Linked DNA regions of Mus musculus: region 1 is linked to region 2. Evidence: chromatin contacts called from public HiChIP or PLAC-seq data. All regions are on one chromosome and are shown on one strand. The core of a region is the stretch at or near the end of the contact, and the rest is flanking DNA. Distances in the headings are between cores, read along the strand shown.

The links. HiChIP or PLAC-seq counts read pairs in DNA pulled down with a chosen protein or histone mark.
Region 1: a contact with region 2 is called in a FOXA1 HiChIP or PLAC-seq map of pancreatic cancer cells. The contact joins the promoter of Net1 here to the enhancer-like site in region 2. A contact is called at or near these places in 3 of 39 promoter capture datasets (cranial neural crest, liver and pre-B cells) and 2 of 115 datasets of contacts at active chromatin or transcription factors (pancreatic cancer cells and pro-B cells).

What each region holds. Positions count from the first base shown.
Region 1 is chr13:3,913,624-3,919,979 of GRCm38.p6, forward strand. Net1 (neuroepithelial cell transforming gene 1) reads right to left here and starts at 4,597. Exons shown (of 12, transcript NM_019671.3): 1 at 4,315-4,597. The coding sequence starts at 4,442.
Region 2 is chr13:3,359,360-3,365,364 of GRCm38.p6, forward strand. It overlaps the pseudogene Gm16505. Among named protein-coding and RNA genes, the nearest start is that of Gm40653, 85 kb to the left of the region's middle. Within about 2 kb of position 1,737, at least 47 of the 459 cell types and tissues checked have an H3K27ac peak or open chromatin away from gene starts, as enhancers often do. A contact at or near this core is called in pancreatic cancer cells, where this site is marked.

The sequences.
Region 1 (6,356 bases), core at 3,347-5,846, 560 kb after region 2:
TGACAGCCAAAGGAAAGCAGAAACAGTCCCGAGCTTGCAGGAGCAAGGGATCTAGTTATCATCACGTGCCTTTTGGCAGAGGTTCAAATGATAAAGGGAGGATAAGCTTTATAACAGGACAAAGTGGGGAGGTGCAAGCATAACCCGGTTGGAGCTGTCCTGGGGAAGCTATTGGTGGGCTAACCTAAAGAGAACATGACGTGATAACTGTTGTGACTAGAGATAAAGTGTGCATCTGGCCTTTTCTGGTTGATTCTGAGATGTCAGGGTGGGGTTGGAGAGACTCCTGTAGAGGACTTGGGTTCCCAGCACCACGTGGTGGCTCTCAAAAACCTTAACTCTAACTCCAGGGATTCAATGCCCTGTTTTTGGTCTTCATGGGTACTAGTCACACACATAGTGCATATACATACATGAAAGCAAAATAAAATTTTATTAAAAATAAATCTTAATAAACAATTTAAGAAGCAGGCCAAAACTTTAAAGTAGACAGTTGCTAATAAAATTCTAGCTTTTTTACATCAACTTTTATACAAATTATTATTTAGCTTTTTAGCCAGGTCATGGTCCATTTATAAATCTGACTCTTACCTTGACCATACATTATCTTTACCATACATTATACTACAGATGTATGTATGTGTGTATATATCACAATATGAATGTATATATCACAATGCTACAGATGGCAAAAATTACAAGCTTTTCTAAGTTAAAGAGAAAGCAGAAGTGTGTATATTTCAGCAAAGACAATAAAGGAAAGATGGCTACCAGAAAGGCTTCACCAAAGAACAGTAAAACTGACTGTCAGGATAGCCTGTAAAAAGCACCTGCCACCCTGTTTGATCTCTAGGGTCCACATGGTGAAAGAAACACACACATGCCTATACCAGCTTCCCGATCCCCCAAAACCAGCCAAACAAATAAAAATGAAATAGGAATGTTTCTTCCACAGAATATACTTTGATCATACTTTTCCCTTTCCCAGTTCCTTCTGGATCTTTCCCACCTCCTCACCCACCCAACTCATGATCTACCCCCACATCAAAACAAACAGGAAAAACAACAAAACACAGAAAATCCAAAGAAATGAAAAAAAAAAAAGACATTAAGACAAAAAAATACTAAAACAAACTTAATGTGCAGGATTCATATTTCAAAATAACCAACCAATCAGACAAAAACATGGTGTCTGTTTTGTGTGGGCCAACTACCCAAGGTGTGGTGGTCTGAATAAGAATAGCCCCTATATGAAGTGGAAATGCTGGTTTCTTCGAAGACTCATCGTGTCATGTGATATTTTTTCTGGAAACTGTCTTATGAGAGGATGTTTTTGCTGAAGCAGACAGGAGAAGATGTTTTGCTGAGAACAGACACATGGTGTTTTTCTGGAAGCTGCCTGGAAAAAGAACATGTGATGTCTTGCTGGAGCAAATGCTTGAGAGGACACGTGATGCTTGGAAAGTGTATATTTATAATGCAACAGACAGTGGATGACACTCCACCATGGTTTTGTTTTGCTTTCTTCACTGGTTACTGCTTGTCATGACTTTGTAGAGAGAAATTCACCAAAGAACTTCTCATGATATTTCCATGGCTTCTTGCAGCTTCCTTGGACTTGGGCTGACTGGCGACTGGCAAAGCCTCATGGTTTCCTCTGGATCAAACAGCCCTTGTTAATTCGTGAACGGTGTTTGCCAGTGGATCCAGCTACCACTGCTGATTCATGAGAACTGAGCTACAGATATCCTGACATTGAAGATTGGAATCACCCCTTCTAAACAGGTCTACATCTGCCTTTGCCCTATTAACCTTTTCATTACTTCTGGTGGGTGGTAGGTTAGAATGGAGGTTGAAGCATTTAAGAACCCTTATTAAAGTAAGTTTTGAAAATAAGACAACACCTATAGGCTTATATATTTGAATGCAAACTCTTGAAAAGGATTAGAAGGATTAAGAGGTGTGGCCTTGTTGAAGGAGTATGTCACTGGGGATGAATTTTGGGGTTTCAAAAGCCCATGCCAGGCCCTGTCAGACTGTCTTCTGCCTGCAGATGGGGATAAAGCGCTCTGGCTACTTCTCTAGCACCATGTCTGCTTACATGCGTCCCATGATGATGATAATAATGGACTACCCTCTGAAACTGTAAGCCAGGCTCAGTTAAACCTTTTCTTTAAGTTTTGCCTCGATTATGGTGTCTCTTCACAAAAATGGATCAGTGACCAAGACACCTGGGCATGGGCCTTGCTCTGGAGTGTGGTTGATATACCAATACTCCACTGGAACAAAACAAAACAACAATTTTCCTTTTCCCAGGAGGTATCAATTGCAAACAGCTTCTTGGTTCTGAGTGGGATGGTGTGTCAACTCTCCCATTCTCAGTGCTAGGATCTTGTCTGGTTTGAACCTGTTGCAGGTCTTGTGCATTCCTTCAATCTCTGTAAGTTTAGATGTGCATCAGTGCTCTTATGTCTGGAGGATACTGTTTCCTTGGAGTCATCTACCAACTCTGGGCCCTAGAATCTTTCCTCTTCTGCACAGAATCAAAAAGGCTTAAATTCACTGCATGATGTGACCAACGCCTCCCAAGAGAATCTAAGGTTCCTGAGAGCAAGCGCTCCATCTGCTTTTGTTCACCTGAATCCCCATCATCCTCAACAGTGTCTGATGCTAGGGCAGGTGCAACTGTATTACACTGAGCACACGTGGAATGAAGCACTGCTTCTGTTCATCTTCAGGAAGTCCTCCTTTTCTGCTCCTTCACTAGCCCATCCTAATTCTTGTAATTCTCAGTCTCAAAGATGCCTTCTTTCTGCACTCTGACTTCTTAAACACACGGTCTGATTGGAAGAGAGGAAGTTTCAGAAGGCAAGAATTCTGGTAAATATTGCCTTAAACTTCAAACTCATAAAAATCAGTACTAACTGAAAGAATCTAGCTCTTTATAGAGTTACTTAATACAATGGGTTTGCCCATGCCTTGATAATGAAAGTAAGGTGTTTGCTTTTTCCTCAAAACCATTTGTCATGATTAGATTATAAGCTATATAAAAGATTAATTTAACATCCTATCAAATGACCTGGGCGTCGAGGTTCACACTGCAATCCGAGAACAGGGGGAGGCTAAGGAAGAAAGACCAGTTTTTAGGCAGAACGGTTTGGAGCCTGCTTGGTGACAATTCCTCTTCTCACCAATAGTCCTATGGATGTAAGACCACCTACAGTCCACCAGTTTCCATGGAGAACAGCTCTGGTACAGAAGTACAATATGAGTTTGTGGCCAGCGTCTCTACACAGGTAGTGAGTTCTGGGGTAACCAAGTTACACAGTGAGAACTTGTCTCAGAAACAAAACCAAAAAAACCCTGAAATCATGTCAAGTGGACCATGGGGATGTCTGAAAAGATGGAGCAGACACAGCACTGTTACTTTAACAGATTTAAAACTGACAGACAAGATTTCTGCCGAGTTTTCTGCCGAGGCCCATGATAAGTACTGATGTTCACACAGTGCCTTATATGAGGCAGACACTATCATAAACTCACTATGTAGACGTAGATTTGAACAAAGTTACATACTTTGTAACTCAATGTCTAACGTTATAATGGGAAACCATTGCATTCAGTACTTTGAGACCATTTCTCATATTTCGAAGGGCAAAAGAATGACAGAGTAGTCCAGACAAATGCCATTTCAATTTCCTATTTAATAAAAATATTATGACTCCCACAGCCTCTCTTCCAGACACAGATTTCTGAAATCAACCTAGTGTTTGCCTTTCCCAGACACATAGAAATGAAGATACAACACAGAATGTGAAAATGTGCTAATAACTGAAAAGCCAGAAAGAGTCTTTCTCTGATCTCTTCATTCCAGGAGCCTGTCCTGTTCTGGTCTGCAAAGGACATTTCATTTGAACAGCCGCTTTTAGGCTGAAAGGGTTGGTATCTGTTCAGGTGACAATTCCTCTTCTCATCACAGGGTCCACGACAGTCTTGATCTGAGCGCCTGCATCCACAACTAGTTTCTGGTAGAGAACAGCTCTGGTGCAGATGTACGGTTCCCCAGGGACGGGGTTAAAGGAGATTGTCAACAAGTCCAACGAGTCCACCCCTTCTACGCAGGGCCGAGCAGTCGCTGTGCAGCCCTCGGTGCAGCCCGCCGGGCAGCGCACTCTCCTCCCGCGGCATTTCTGCCCGGCCTTCCCCAACCTCCCCTACTGCACTGCCAGTCCTTGGTCACCCACCGTCCAGTCCATCCCGTCCTGAGTCTCCAGACTCGGTCCCCGGCTCTCACCCACCTCCCGCCACCCTCACCTCTCGTTCGCCGCCGGCCCGGGTGTGTCGGCCGGAAGCCCCGCGGCAGGTTCCTCGCTGAGCATTGAGACCCTGCGGCTTCTCCTCCGAGGTCGGGGCTGCTTCTGAGCCGCCGGCTCTGGCTCCATGTCCGGAGAAGGGGGGTTGGTGGGGCGGTGGCCCAGTGCCCAGGAGACCGATCGTGGCGGGCACAATGCCCGCCAGCTTCTGCGAGGCAGCAAGTCGCCTTCTAGCAGAGAGCGGCTACCGCCGTCATCCGGGGATTTGAAAATGGCGGCTGCCCAGAGATCGGCCAATCAGAGAGTGGGAAGCGGTTGCTAGGCTACGTGGAGTCCCGCCCTAATCAGAAGACTTCATACCAAACTTTTAGGAGCTCCAGTGACAAAGGGAAAGTGGTAAGGTGAAAGTTAGGAATTTGGGGATTTATTTTAACTACACACCTTACTCCTGAAAGGCAGTCTCTATTCACTAGAACTTTCACTTGCAGGGCAGGAAAATGGATCGGAAGCTGTTTATCATTTGTTGTTGTTTAGCGTTAGACAGGATGAAGGTATTGACCCCAAAGCAAGAGGCAGTTGGACGTATAAACACTAAGTTATACATGTGGAATATATTCCCAATTGCCAAAGACAATACTTTGTTCTCCAGGATGTCTCTAGAGAACCAGTGAAATCTAGTTATGTACTCCTGTCTTTCAGTAAGTAGGACACAGTCGCTTTACCGAATGGAAAGGGCTGCTTTCTCTGCTTGCAAGACTGCAAAACGTGCAGCATGAAACAAGGGACCCTGCTCAGGTTATTATGTGAAGATTGGTAAATAAAAACGTTCTCTGATTTTAAATATCGCTAATGGTCTTAAATGTAGTCTCTCTTGTATACAGGGAGATATTAATGATGTTGTGTATAATAGAAAAATTAAAGGCAATCTAAATGAATGACTGGGAGATGTCTAAATATAACTGATTAACTGTGAAGACTGCATTCAGCCGATAAAGAAATGGTCTTCTTCAGGGAATACCATTGGTTAGCCAATACTAACAGCTAGCCCTGAAAACATACAAATAACATCATACAGACTGAGCTGGCTGTATTTGTGTATTTAGGAACATATATGTATAACATATTGTTACATATTGACTATGTAACAATAATTAATAAAAAGAGTCCATGAATGTGAAAGATAGCAAGAAGGGGTATAGGAGAGAGTTGGGAAGGAGAAAAGAGAAGGGAGAAAATGGTGTGATTATATTATAATCTTGAAAATAAAAGAAAATTAAAAATAAGAGGTATATAGTAAAACAAAACATTGTGATTTTAACTGAAAGCATAAAATATGAAATATAGAACAATGATGGCTAGTTTTATGTCAATTTAGAAAAATTCTGTTTTAGGGTTTTACTGCTGTGAACAGACACCATGAAAGAGACAGCCCTTATAAGGACAATATTTAATTGGGGCTGGAATACAGATTCAGTCCATTATCATCAAGGCAGGAACATGGCAGCATCCAGGCAGGCATGGTACAGGAAGAGCTGAGAGTTCTATATCTTCATCTGAAGGCTGCTAGCAGAATACTGGCTTCCAGGCAGATAGAACAAGGGTATTCAAGCTCACACCCACAGTGACACACTTACTCCAACAAGGCCATGCCTCCAAACAGTGCCACTCCCTGGGCCAAGCATATTCAAACCATGACAAACCCTCTCTAATATTAGGCGGTAGGTAAGTCTATAGAACATTTTCTTAATTAGTAGTTGATGGGAAATAGGCCAGCCCATCATGGCTATACCATTCTTGGGCTGGTAGTCCTGGGTTCTGTAAGAAAGTAGGGAGAGGAAGACATGACGAACAAGCTAGTAAGCACTCTTCCACGGCCTCTGCGTCAGCTCTTGCCTCCAGGTTCCTGCACTGCTTGGGTTCCTGTCCTGACTTCCCTTGATGATGAACTGTGATATAGAAGTGTAAGCTGAATAAACCCTCCTCAAGTTTTTTTCCCCCTCTGTCACAGTGTTTTATCACAGTAATAGAAACCCTATGACAAAT
Region 2 (6,005 bases), core at 487-2,986:
AGCACTATGTCAAACTTTTTTGAAATGGGGTCAAGTCACATTCAGCCAGCGTGGGAAAACAACAACAACAACAACAACAACAACAAAAGAGGGGGAGGGGAGGGGGCTAGGCACCGCCGCTCCGTCTGGGAAATGTAGGCCAGCGGGGGTAGGACGGCTGCCCCCTCCGGGAGCCTGGGCTGGACACCGGCAGAAGGGGAGGACGGGCGCCAAGGCCCTTGCTCCCGCTACCTGTGTGGCCCTCGACCCCCGACCGAGGGCTGGAGGGTCCTTTCCGCAGCTTTTTAGGAAAGCTCTCAAAGGAGCCGGGAGTGGCCCTGCCTTGGCCTGGTGGTGCTATGCTCGCACCCAGTGGGGGTCGCGCCATTTGTTCTTTAATTCCAGGCAGAAGAGCGAGCGGGGAAGGAGGGGTGCGGGGCAGGTAAACGCATGGCGACCGTTCCGGACACGCGGCTGTGGTGGAACAAGGTCCAGCCCAGACTAAGGCCGCCGTGGGACAGGAAGGCTGGCTCGGTCATCCTTAAACAACAGAACTGGGAGGGGGCGCCCGACCGCGCGTGGGACCTAGCCACCAGCCTTTGGAGAACAGAGCGACTGTCTTGGCTACCAACATTCAGCCGCCCAGGATTCCGGGCGGGAGTTCGGAAGTCGCGACACAAGGGAGACCTAACCCTTCTCACACCCGGGAGACCTACGTTTACTGCCCCCCACCCCCACCGTCGTAAGGGCGGTTGCTTTTGCACGGGTTGAAAACTTAAGGACCAGTCCCGGTTAGCTAGCAAAGTCCCGAAGTTACTTTTTCAGGACAGAACGAGAGAAAGTGTGACGGACCTGCCTTTTCTACATCCTTGGGATCTTTGGGGGGTGGGGAGAAGGGGCCACGACACTTCTCCCCTTCCAGGGTCCCTCGCTCTCCCACCTCTAGTAGCCCCAGCCCTCCCCTACCAGATGGTCTGTCCTCCCTGAGTTTTTACCCGGGAGGTCCTCCGAGTCAGAGGCAGAATTTCGTCTCCCACTAAGCTTGCCTTACCCCAAAGACCATTTGTGAGAGCGAGTCCCTTTCAAATATCTCCCTGTAGAAAAACTGAAAGTAGAAAGAAAGGAAGCAATCTCCGAGCAGATGTCTGACCACCCCTACTCGCATACACGCAGCATCGGGTTACAAGGTCCTAGGAACCCCAACCCCGTTCTGCGACCCCACACGGGTGAACCCCCGGTGCTTTCATGCCAGCTTCCGAACTCCCCCAGGTCGCCCCGTACCCAGCACGACCAGGCCCCCGGAGTCAGGGAGGGCAGCGGAGAATAACGAAATAGGTATAAATATTAAGCCGTGACATTGACACGCCCGGCGCCTCCCCTCCCCCGCGCTCTGGACACACTCTGGGCTGCTCGGCACGCCCCCTCTCGTCCCGCTGCGTCCCGCGCAGCGCTCATCCCCAGGGGACCCAGCAACCTCTTCCTAGCGAAGACCGGTTTCTATCCGAGAAACCCGGCCGGATTAGGCAGCCAGGGCGAGTAGAGGGGGGGAGGAGGGGAGCTGGTGAAACCGGGTGGAAGTCTCCCGGGCAGTCACACTTTCTCCTTGTCCTCCGGTCTCCTCCTCCTAGGTGCAGAGATTGTGGGCAGACAGCGTAATCTCTGCTGAGGGGGAAGAGCGGAGTTTCGCGGCGGCTGCGCCCGGCTTGCGCCCGCGGGCGAAGAGGTCGGTCCGTCTAGCCCGGGTGTCCCCGAGGCGTGTAAGGCAGCGAGTGCGCACCCCGGTTCCACTGTGCCGCGTCGGCAGCCTGAAGCCAGCATGGAGAAGGACAGCCTGAGTCGCGCCGATCAGCAGTATGAGTGCGTGGCGGAGATCGGCGAAGGCGCCTACGGGAAGGTGTTCAAGGCCCACGACCTGAAGAACGGCGGCCGCTTCTTGGCTCTGAAGCGCGAGCACTCGCAGACCAGTGAGGAGGGCATGCCGCTCTCCACCATCCACGAGGTGGCGGTGCTGAGGCACCTGGAGACCTTCGAGCAACCCAACGTGGTCAGGTGAGCCAAGATCCCTGGCTATGGGGTCCGGGAAGGTGCTGGGCAAGGGGCGGCTGGTGGCCCAACTAAAGTTAAGAGTTGAGTTTCCCCAGATAAAACCGGTGACCCTGCTAGACAGGGCAGAAAAAGAGACCTGCGGTGGCTTCCCAGCAGCCAAGCTATTCTGAAGAGCTTTCGCTTTGCGTGCCCCAAAGGGAGGTCCAGGGGCGTTGGGTGTCTTTTAGGGACAAAACCAGACAACCCCAGAAACGTCCCTCCAGCCCTTACTTAACTTTTCCCGTCCGTGGGGGGATTTTTGAGAGACAGAGTGAGATAGTTATCCAGCTTGCAGATAATTAGAAGGAAACTTTAAGGGTGGAGCATAATGTAAATAAAGTTTAAGAAAATGCAGAAATGTTCAAGAATGTGTTTGCCAATCACACCCACAGTGGTGACATTTTTCTTTTTTTATAGTTGTAGAATGACTTCTGATAGTCTTAGAAGTTCAGAAGTTCAGACTCTGACGCCTAGTGTTAAACATTGTTTGAAAAATGTCTTTCAAGGCTGGGTACTGGGAACACTGAACCAGGAAGATCCAGAGTTCAAGACCCTCCTGAGCTACAAAAGACCCTGTCTGAGAAAAGAAAGGGAGGGAGAGTGGGTGGTAGGGTGGAGGGCGATTGCTTCTCAAAAGGTTTTCTGATTGTATCATTTAGTATCTGTGGACTGGTATGATCTGACTTAGAATGCCTCTCTCAAAGGTTAGATGTGAGTCTGTGCTTCAGATTCTAAAGCCTCTGTTTTCCCTGGAAGAGTTGTGCAGGTGGGGGGGGTGGGGGGGGGAGGTATTCCTAACCCACTCTCCTGTGACTGAAGATAATGGTGTTTTCTTGAAGATGCTGGGATTTCCCCATAGTGCCTTTTATCATTCTCTTTTTTAAACAGATGCATAGCTGGAAGTTAAAAGGGAATGCACAGACTTTTCTACAAATTAGATGATGAGAACATTCTCAGTTCTTCTTTTTAGTGGGATGATCTTGGCGTCTTCATCCTGTCTTCTCATTCCTATAGGGATTCCTTACAACAAATATGTGCCTACTGTATGCCCTGGAGATAGAATTATGTAAATAAGCACAGCTAAATATTTTTGTAGAAAGTCAAACAATGTAACATTAGTCATCAAAAAGGAGAGACCCGAGACTGACCTTTGGACTCAGAGTCTACAGAATCTTCCTGGGGGGTGGTGGTTGTTAAAGGGCTTTTAACTCCTCTACTAGTCTGGGTGTTCGTTTTGTTTTTTGTTTTTTCTGTTTGTTTGTTGTTTGTTTGTCTTTTGGGGTTTTGTTTTTGTTTTTTGTTTGTTTGTTTGTTTGTTGCTAGCACTTTGTTCCCAATATAGTCAGACCTTTTTTTTTTTTTTTTTTTTTTTTTAGTTTTTCGAGACACGGTTTCTCTGTATAGTCCTGGCTGTCCTGGAACTCACTTTGTAGACCAAGCTGGCCTAGAACTCAGAAATCCTCCTGCCTCTGCCTACTGAGGCTGGGATTGAAGGCGTGCGCCACCACACCCGGCTCCAATTTAGTCAGACTTATAAGTACATTTTTACTTTTTTTACTACATTTTAATTTTAATTACTACATAAATAAGAAAAAAGCCAATGTAAATAAAGGCTGCCATTGTGCCTATGCATTAGTTGGGTGGCAGGGGTACATGGGGTGCAACAGCGAAAGACAATGAGATGAGGGAGAATGAGTCGTCTAGAAAGTCAGGTTTTACTAAAAGTGGATTACCATCTGTGTGTCTGTCTGTCTGTCTGTGTCTTGCACTTCAGAGAGGTCTGTGATCCTGAAAGGTGCCTGCTGGCTCCAAGTCACTACCCTAGAGGATCACTACAGCTGTAGCAAAGGATGAATTTGAAAGATCCTGACAGAATGTAAAAGGACAAAGAAGCCCTGAAATTGGCAAGACAGATGTCAGTGTTAGCAGAACTAGCTTCACTGATTTAGAAAAATAGAGGTGCACAATGCTCTGGCCACTCCTTGAACCTGTGTGTCTGCCAATGTTTTGACCGTTCCTTGACCCATGTTTGTGCCCACTGATGAAGCCCATTGCCAGGTGTTTGTGATATTGGTTGCTGAAAAAGAGTCAGAAAATCTCCCCAGCAACCACAGCCCAGCCAATCCTGAGTTGCTACACCTGCACCAGACTCTTTCCTTGTACCCCTCCCATACCCATTTCTTGAGACTAGACATTGTTTAGATCTGGAAATCCCTTCTCTCCCCCTTCTCCTTTCCCCCCTGAGGGCCTATAAAAACTGGGACCTCTTTCCCGTCGAGGTCGACTCCTCTACCCCTGCATGGGATATGAGTCATCCCCAGAGCTCTGGCTTTCCCCAAATAAAGCTTCATGTGGTTTGCAACAAGCTCGGTCTATCGTGAGTTCTTGGGTATCCGCTATTGTCCTGAGGCCTGAGCGAGGGGCTCCTTTCGCAGTCTTTCAAATTTCAACATTAGAATTTAATATCAAATTTCATTTGTCTGTTACCTGTAGGGTGTTCAGATAAAAGGTAATAATCATATATGTAAATAAAAAGTAGCATTCTTCCAAACAAACACCCTTGTATAACCTATTCATTGAGTGCAGTTCAATACAAGTTCCTGTAACAGAAGAGTTTTGGCTAGCTAGCTCACCCTGTTCTCCTGTTTTATCATCTCGTGCAGATGTGTCTCTAGATGGCTTTTAGTTGATCCCACAGTGAGATTTTGAATTGTAAATTCAGGAGCATCTGCTTATATGCAAAAAGAAGATATGCTTTCTAAATTTATTTTACCTCTTTTGACATCTGCCTACTTAGAGTTGTGAGGATAAAGCAAGAGCATAGGTGAAAATCCTCTAAATTTAAAGCCACCTCAGGCACTGGATATGTCAGAGATTATCAGATCCTTGGCCTAGAACAGGTCCCCGGGAAGACATAATTCTCTGACATTTTTACAGAACAAATCAAGATTCCTGTTTAGACACAGCAAGACTTATGTAAGTCCAGCTTGGTGAGTTTTATTGTTTTTTTTTTAATATGAATATGGGAGAGGGCTTATGTACAGAGGCAGAAGTCCTGTGTCATCGAAGCCCACCTCAGCATAGGTGACAGCTCATGAGGCTGAGACCCTAGAACATACTGCACACTTGCAGTCAGCTCACAAGATTGGAGATTGAGCCTTCCAGGAACCTCCTTTGGTTTCAGTCTCTTCCAGGCAGCTAGACTGGTTTCTGCGTTTCGTCTGCTCTGAGTCATTTGCAGATGTGACTCTGCTCTTCTGAGAGGGACACTCATCTCTTATTTGCTTATATGGCAAGGAGGAGCCTAGTGAATCTGCTTAGTTTCAGGGACTTCCTGAAACCCAAGGAGCTTCCTGTCAGATGGGATGTTTTAATCTTGGAGGAGACTGTTACACAACAAGAACCAAGAAGCTACTTGGGCACCCATATCCTGAATTTGTCAGCAAAGAAAATTGATTAACTATGCCATGGGATTAGTGAAATGACCCTGTGTTTAACTAATAACATCATCCTCACAAGCCGCCACCTGTCACTTTTGGTTTTCTTCCTAGTTTTCTCCACTACCCATCTGCCACTCCTGCCCCCATCGACATATGTGGCTAAACTAGAAATTCTTACTTTAGAGGTTTGTGGTTTTAGGGATAGTCTTAGTAAATCAAAGATAAGCAACAGTTCTTTTCCTTCCAAGGGAGAATGTCAAAATTGAGCCCCTGAAACTGTAATTTGTTGTCTTTCCTGGGGTAAGTTTTATATTCATAAGCCTGGATTTTTTTTAAAGATTTATTTATTTATTATATGTAAGTACATTGTAGCTGTCTTCAGACACTCCAGAAGAGGGAGTCAGATCTCATTATGGATGGTTGTGAGCCATCATGTGGTTGCTGGGATTTGAACTCTGGACCTTCGGAAGAGCAGTCGGGTGCTCTTACCCACTGAGCCAT